Linked DNA regions of Mus musculus: region 2 is linked to region 1. A link is a contact called in public Hi-C data. All regions are on one chromosome and are shown on one strand. The core of a region is the stretch at or near the end of the contact, and the rest is flanking DNA. Distances in the headings are between cores, read along the strand shown. Region 1 overlaps Rcor1 (REST corepressor 1). Region 2 overlaps Cdc42bpb (CDC42 binding protein kinase beta).

The links. Hi-C and Micro-C count contacts between places; a contact is called where the count stands out from the background.
Region 2: a Hi-C map of bone marrow-derived macrophages shows a contact between it and region 1, with 22 read pairs. The contact joins two enhancer-like sites. A contact is called at or near these places in 3 of 484 Hi-C or Micro-C datasets (bone marrow-derived macrophages, embryonic stem cells and nephron progenitors) and 4 of 9 other capture datasets (adipose tissue, embryonic stem cells, liver and 1 more).

The regions. Positions count from the first base shown.
Region 1 is chr12:111,069,984-111,074,045 of GRCm38.p6, reverse strand. All of the region lies in intron 2 of Rcor1 (REST corepressor 1), which reads right to left. It also overlaps the pseudogene Gm46379. Among named protein-coding and RNA genes, the nearest start is that of Rcor1, 33 kb to the right of the region's middle. Within about 2 kb of position 2,070, at least 146 of the 459 cell types and tissues checked have an H3K27ac peak or open chromatin away from gene starts, as enhancers often do. A contact at or near this core is called in bone marrow-derived macrophages, where this site is marked.
Region 2 is chr12:111,307,800-111,311,861 of GRCm38.p6, reverse strand. Cdc42bpb (CDC42 binding protein kinase beta) reads left to right here. Exons shown (of 37, transcript NM_183016.2): 21 at 296-375; 22 at 3,665-3,754; 23 at 4,006-4,062. Among named protein-coding and RNA genes, the nearest start is that of A230087F16Rik, 25 kb to the right of the region's middle. Within about 2 kb of position 2,396, at least 10 of the 459 cell types and tissues checked have an H3K27ac peak or open chromatin away from gene starts, as enhancers often do. A contact at or near this core is called in bone marrow-derived macrophages, where this site is marked.

The DNA of each region.
Region 1 (4,062 bases), core at 821-3,320:
GGCAACCTCATAAATGATACCAATTTTTTTTCTGCCTCCATTGTTAAATTCCAGTCCTCGAGACATAGGTACCTCTAGTATCGGGCAGGCTAGTGTTTCATAAATTGATAATGAGTATGGGTAGCTGGCCAGTAAAAAGTTTCCCCTCTGCCACTCTACCACACTGACAGTCCAGGCACTGTGTGGAGGAGCAGTATCAGGGACAACTCGGGCCCCTGAACTGCAGCTTGCTCCATGACGGAGCTTTTTCTCTTAAGGGCGTCCATGCAGCCAGTTCCTGATCTGCTACCCACACTAGAAACTGGACCAACATACTCAAGGCTTTTCTAACTATAATCATCTTAATATATAAACCAAGGAAAACAAAAGGCAAGGAAAGTTGTGGGGAGGGGGGATTAAAACAGAAAACAAAGAAATAAAGCCACAGTTAGTCAGAAAGGTAGGAGGGAGGGAGGGAGGGAAGGAGGGAGGGAGGGAGGGAAGGAGGGAGAGAGGGAAGGAGGGAGGAAGGAGGGAGGGAGGGAGGAAGGAAGGAAGGAAGGAAGGAAGGAAGGAGGGAGGGAGGGAGGGAAGGAGGGAGAGAGGGAAGGAGGGAGGGAGGGAAGGAGGGAGAGAGGGAAGGAGGGAGGAAGGAAGGAAGGAAGGAAGGAAGGAAGGAAGGAGGGAGGGAGGGAGGAAGGAAGGAAGGAGGGAGGGAAGGAGGGAGAGAGGGAAGGAGGGAGAGAGGGAAGGAGGGAGGGAAGGAGGGAGGGAGGGAGGGAGGAAGGAAGGAGGGAGGGAGGGAAGGAGGGAGAGAGGGAAGGAGGGAGGGAGGGAAGGAGGGAGAGAGGGAAGGAGGGAGGGAAGGAGGGAGGGAGGGAGGGAGGAAGGAAGGAGGGAGGGAGGGAAGGAGGGAGTGAGTCTAGTTAGTTCAGTGTGGGAGCTCAGATCTGTCATCAGAGTAGCTCTCAGGCGGCTATGGCAGGGAATTCTAAGTCCAAAGCCAGTAAGGTTACAGTGAGCCTTTATCCTTAAGGAAAAGGGGGTAACGTTAGGGAGGTAGAGCTGAGTTGGTAGCATGGATTCCCCAGGTTCAGTCCCTGTCATAGCATGAATTGAGTGATAACCTCAGTGACGGTCAGAAGCTGAAGGTCTCCTTAGCTACACAGAATGTTTAAGGCTAGCCTGGGCTGCATGAAACCTCAGTCACCCACGAGAGACAATTTAAATTGACTTTTGCTTGCTTTGTTCTGCCCCTTTTTTTATTGGACACAGCTTCCAGGGTTAGACATGTTTTTTCTGAGGGTACTTCTTTTTAACCTGGTGGCAATTATTCTTTCCACACCACATTTACACTTGAGATTTCTTCAACCATTTCTGTTAATTGCTTTGGAGTATTTAACTGCACAGCTCAACGCCATATAATTCAACAGCCACTCCAACTCAACGTGTTTAGACAAAACTTTTCCTTCAGTTTGACCATCACCAGCATTCTGACTCTTTTTTAAATCTCAAAAACAGATAGTGTCACTTACAGAGTCAGTAAAGACAACAGTTATGCCTGAAATCAAATATCCAACAAGAGAGTCAGTCCTAGGAACCACATAGTGCACAGAGACCACAAGCACAGACTGCTATTGGACAGGTGCCTAACCTGTGGGCAGAGACACAGAGCAAACGAACCTAAGTGAAGAGCAAAGCGCGGCTTCACGCTCAAGAATCGTCCCCAGCAAGAACAACTCAGGTCCTGCTGGAAGTCGGTGCCCATTCATGACGGGATGAAAACAAGATGGGTTTAACGTAGAGAGGAAGCTGAGGTGAAATTAAGCCTCCACACCAGCTCTCCAAGGAGAGCTGCAGGCAGCATCACCATCTGAAGTGGGAAATAAGCCTTTCATTACCAAGCATCCTTCATTGGGAGGGACACCCATCACAAACAGTGTGAGGGGATCCTGAGGAAGAGACAGACCCTGTAGTTCTGTCAGCTCTCTTTAGATCAAAGAAACAAAAGTAGGGGAGTAGAACATATGACCTCTGCTCTGAGCCCTGTGACAGGAAGGAACTGGTAAGAGCCTAGCTGTAACTCAAAGCCACCCGGAGTCTGCGCAGTAAGCAGAGCAGGCCTCCCCTGCAACTGCAAAGCGAAAAGGAAACTGCAAGGTCAGCTCGCTCCCTCCTGAGAGCCTTTACAGGGAGACATGGTCTGGTGTTCCGGGAGACAGCAGACGGACCTGTGGTCTAACAGCCATTACTAACACGCCAGCTTACCTACAGATGGGCCTGCTCAGTACCTGTCACTACACTGCCCCTCTGATAACAGAAATGCTCCCCCCAACCCAACCTGTGCTTCTCCCCAAAGCATTCTTTTCAATTATCCTGTGTGCATGGTGCTCTGCTTGACTGTGTTCGTGTACCACGTGGGCCTGCTGCTTGAGCAGACCAGAAAAAGACATCCGATTCCCTAAGAGTGGGTTCTCTGGCATGTAGGTGCATGTGCAACCCCAACCCCACTTACACACACACACTGCACACACAAGAGAATAGTAAATTTAAAGTTAGTCTTAAACTAAGATTAAAACACTCAGGTGCCATGTGGGTACTAAAAAGCAGAACCTGGACTTCTGAAAGAGCAGCAGTGGTCAGCCTTTCCCAAACACTTAATAAATTATGTTGCTCAATTATTTTATTTTATTTTGAGACCAGGTCTATCTACTATGACGGCCAAACTGGCCTCTAACGTGAAATCCTATCACTTCCCATTCCTCACACTGGGTTACAGGCTACATCGAGCTTGCATGTTTCCTTTTATCTATTTTCTTTCCTCTGAGTCTTAGGCTGTTAAGGAGCAATGACAGCATGCGTGATGCAAGAGTGGAATGGTCTCTCTACATCAGAATAAACAGCATCCCCCTGTGTCAGACCTGTGTAGCGCTGCATCCTAACAAATGACTTTTCTGTAACTAATCCATTTATGAGCACTATATTAGCTCCTCCCTACACCCCAGTCTCTACATTGCTTTATTCTTTTTAGGGATAGGGAGGCAGGAGGGATACTAGCAATGGAACCCAAGGCCTGGTACCTGCTATCACTGAGCTGCAATCCAGCCCTCTGTCCTCTTAAAATAAAAGGGAAACTTAGTGGGCTGGAAAGATGGATCAACGGATAAGAACACTGACTGCTCTTCCAAAGGTCCTGAGTTCAAATCCCAGCAACCACATGGTGGCTCACAACCATCTGTAATGAGATCTGATGCCCTCTCCTAGTGTGTCTGAAGACAGTGACAGTGTACTTAGATGCAATAATAAATAAATCTTTAAAAAAAAGGGGAAACTTATAACACTGCAATTTAAATTTACTCAAACTGTGTAATATTAAAGAGGCATTTACTCTTAATACTAGACTTGAAGCTAAAAGGATAAAATGGCCTGTGATCTCTTTTTTTTTGGAGGGGGGGTTGTTGCTCTATTTCTTTCTTCTTTTTTTTTTTTTTTTTTTTAAATTAGGTATATTCCTCATTTACATTTCCAATGCTATCCCAAAAGTCCCCCATACCGACCCCCTGCCTGTAATCTCTTAAAGAGCATGCTCCCTAACATCACACTGACAATGGAACAGAGCCAATGCTGTCAATCTCTCACTACCACAGAGAAAACACATCTACTTCTCAAATGAAAGTTCCATCGGAGGGTAGGTAATGTGGCCTAAAGGGTAAAGGTGTTGTTTTCTGAGTTCCACACTTAAGCCCATGATGGAAGGAGAGAACAGACTACCAAATGTTGTCCCCTGACATGCGCATGCATGCTGTAACACATGTGCAACCCCACTTACATACACACGTACACACAAGAGAATAAATAAAAGTATTATAGATTGGCTCCAAGTTGAGGTTAGTCTTAAATTAAGATTAAAACACTGGGTCATGGGGTTGGAGAGATGGCTCAGTGGTTAAGAGCACTGGCTATTCTTCCAGTGGTCCAGAGTTCAATGTCCAGCAACCACATGGTGGCTCACAACCATCTGTGATGGGATCCAATGATGTCCTCTTCTGGTGTGTCTGAAGACATCTACAATGTACACACCTG
Region 2 (4,062 bases), core at 1,147-3,646, 240 kb before region 1:
TCGGGTGCTGAGGTCGTTGCCCCAGCCTAGTGTGGCTTCAGGTTTTATCGGGGATTAGTGGATTTGGAACGAACTCTGGCCTGCAGCTCAAGGTGTCGTTCCACCTTATGCTCATCTTAAATTTCCTTTCTCTCCCAATTCCTCGTGGTCTCCAGGAGCTCTGTTGGAGCCTCTGCGGTGTTCAGTCATGTCCTATCAGAGCCTCAGTGACTGGAGTCCTGGCAGGTCGGTGGTGGTCTGTAGGGAGGACCGATGTCTTCATGGTTTTGCCTCAGTTTGCCTTTCTTCCTTGCAGGGCTCAAACTTCCAGATTTCCAGGATTCTATCTTTGAGTATTTCAACACTGCTCCTCTTGCACATGATCTGACTTTTAGAGTGAGTATTGCGTTTTGAAAGCAAGTATGAAATTTTGAAATAATAGTAGTAGTATGTAGGCCGGGTGTGGTGGCACATGCCTTTAATCCCATCACTCAGGAGGCAGAGGCAGACAGGCCAGCCTGGTTGATAAAGGAAGTTCCAGGGCAAGGCAGGACTAAATAGAGAAACCTTGTTTCAAAGCTGAAGGTCCAACACTCATTGAGAGTTGGCCCAGGTGACATCATGGGCTGGGAAGTCACATGTGTGAAGGTGGAGAGCTCTGCAGGTGTCAAACTGTTCCTGGAGTCTAAGCGGACTGAGAAAAGGCTCAACCTTTTCGGGGCCTCTGGCTGAGTAGTGTGTGTTTGAGATAAAATTTAAAACACAAGTAATGATAGTCATGTTGCCGTTTCTAATGTGAATATATAGCTTGGGTTCAGTGATTAGTGGGAAAAGTGGGTTATAAGTGATTCAGTACCAAGCAGTTTACCAAGACCCTGCCTGGTCCTGCTCGTCAGGGTGACCAGTGTGTGACTGCTTGTCTGCTTAGATTGCCTTTGTAGTGGGGATGAGCCCATTCCGCCCTTCACACAGGTGAGCAGCCCAGTAAATGTCTTCTAGTTCCTGCAGTGCACATACACAGAGGCGTGGAGTAGGCTGGACTACGGCTTAGTGACAGGGCACATGCCTCGCTCAGGCTTGATCCCCAGGACTGAAGGGGACGGGAGCTGGAAGAATGAGTGAGTGTGCGCGCGCATGGCGTTAGCGGAGCTTCTGCTAAAGCACCTGATGGTGGTGTTGACCCACCAGCCCAGTCAGAGTGGGGCATACTGAGCGTGCACATACTGAGCGTGCACGCCCTCACCTGGTGTGTGCTCCGCTTGCACACTTGCTTTTTCTCTGCTTGACTCCCTCGCTGACAGCTTCTTAGCTGATAGTGGTTTACAGACAGCAGCGACCCAGGACACCTCACCCTCACTCCCCCCTGGCACTCAGGTTCTTCTCCGTGAACTTCAGTGCCATCCTAAGGCTGTACCAGCAGTGAGTTTCGGCTCAGAGTAGACCTGCCTGTGTCCTGGACAACTGCTCTCCCTGTTCACGATGTACCGGAGGCCACTGGTGGCATTTAATCATCAGGCGCCATCTAAATGGCCTGTCTGTCCCACTTAGGACAAGGGGAATGCCCACACTCTGGGTTTACATCATGTTCCCTGTGCGTGGTGTGCGCGTGGTGTGTGTGTGGTGTATGCGTGGTGTGTGCGAGGTAGGAGGCAGTGTTGGCATTGTCTGAACAGGAGACAAATTCTTTTCTCTTCAGAGTTCACTTTGCAAATGCATCGCTGGGTTGAAGTGGCAAGGGCGTGGCGCCCCCACCCCCAACCCGTTTGTAGGTAGTAGTCACGGGTGACCACGTGGGGATGTTGTAACACTTCCAGGGCACCAGGGGGGCGTTCAAGTCACTCAGCTGTTTGACTTGACTCCACAGCGGTTCTCTGTGTAGCCCTGGCTGTCCTGGAACTCACTCTGTAGACCAGACTGGCCTCAAACTCAGGGATCCACGTGCCTCTGCTGGGGTTAAAAGTGTGACCACCACGCCCAGCAAGTCCTCAGTTCTTAAGCAGATCCATTATAAAAGTAATTTCTCACCTTGGACAAACCTTATCAGGGGGTAAATGGAAGAGCTGGGTGACTGTCACAGCATGGACGAGTTAGACATGGAGGCGGAGCAGCACGCCTCGTTCGCTGTCCAGCATGTTGCCCATGTCTAGACCCTGTTCAACACTGTTCACCTGAGTGTGGATGTGTTTCCTAGGAGAGAGCACCCTCAGCTGCATTGGGGTCCGAGCTCTCCTGGGAGCTCTTTCCCCTGCCAGATTAAACATGCTGCTGAATGCTAGAGCCGGGTCTCCATGGAGCCTCATTGGACTTTCTTGCCAGGGTTTACTGGGTGGGAAATGATCATTTGTGTTCCTCCTGTCTGTTACACCAAGGACTCGCTCTCTTCCTCATCTGCATCTTCTCTGCTAGCCTTGTGGGAGGACGTAAGTGACTGCAGTTCCCCTTCCGCGGGCTGCTCGGAGACAGTGCCCCGCGTGCCCTGACTTCTGAGTCTGCGTCCTTTGATTAACAACTAAGGAAACGGCTTTCATGCCGCTAAAACTGACTCCATTGGCTTGCTCTTCACTTACCAGCTGGATCGCTGACCTGTTTAACTTGCCTTGTGGGTGGTACTCATAACTACTAGCTCTGCTCACTACCTAATTAATGTCCCTGTCCACAGAGGTCCTTTACCAACTCCACCACTGCAGAATGCAGTTGTACCTGTGCTGTGTGTGACCCCTAGTCTCTCCTCCCCTCAGAATGTGGAGTCCTCCTCAGGGTCTGATCCGCAGCTGTCGGAAGGTGTGCACGGTGCTTTTGGATCAAAAGCAGGACACAGTTCAGCTGTAGACTTGTAGGCGCTTCTGCACATTTCCGAGTACTTTTGTGCACTGGGAGTAGCCAAACACTGCACCCACGCAATGTTGTATGAGGGCTACACCCGCAGAGAGGTTCACTCCAGAGAGCCAATCGTGAGGTGCCTGTGAGTGCAGGGATTGTTAGAGGAAGACCCTGTGTTCGCTGAAGTGCCAGCTCTAGCTGTCAGGGCCCTGAGGGAGCGGTAGATTCACGTGATTTCTGGAAGGAGGGAGGGAGGTTAAGCGTCTGGGCCGTCTGAGGACCGCCTGAGGGTGATTTTCCTAGTTGCTTTATTTTTTTTTATATATATATATATTTTTTTTAAAGATTTATTTATTATTATATGTAAGTACACTGTAGCTGTCTTCAGATATACCAGAAGAGGGCATCAGATCTCGTTACGGATGGTTATGAGCCACCATGTGGTTGCTGGGATTTGAACTCTGGACCTTTGGAAGAGCAGTCGGGTGCTCTTACCCACTGAGCCATCTCACCAGCCCTAGTTGCTTTATTTTTAAGAGATAGGTTTTTACTGTGTGGCCTTTGCTGGCCTTTAGAGCTCATTCTTTAGTGCAGGTTGGCCTCAGACTCAGTGCTGATTAGAGGCGCGCACTACGCCTAGGCCCTGGTTCCTAGTTTATAATGGCTGGAGGCGAGACAGCCTATGTTACAGGGTGGCCAGGCACCATCTTCCTATTGACAATAATAGTGACTTGCCAGTCCCTGTAAATGACGGAATACTTGTGAGGAAACAGTTCGTGGTGAGACCTGGGGGCAGGGTACAGGGGACCCCAGGCCCTGACAATATACTATTGTCCAGGAAAAATGACACCTTTTCTTTTTACAGACCAGCTCAGCTAGTGACCAGGAAACACAGGCTTCAAAGATGGACTTGTCCCCATCAGTGTCTGTAGCCACGAGCACAGAGCAGCAGGAGGTAAGACTGCAAGCCCTGTGGGTGCTCTGTGGGCCCTGGGGTCCGCTGTGCAGCTTGTAGCTAGGACCCGTCTCTCCCCTTCAGAACTCCGTCAGACTATCAGCTGAATGAGTGAAGGAGACCTTAACAGGTGTCTCAACAATGTAGTAAATTAAAAATTCAGAATGTTAATAATTTATAAATTATAGAGAGGAACCCCGGGTAGGAGCTGGTGTCTCAGCTGAAGCTCACCTGTGCACACTTTATCCTAGGATATGGCTCGGCCACAGCAGAGGCCGTCTCCTGTGCCACTGCCCAGCACGCAGGCC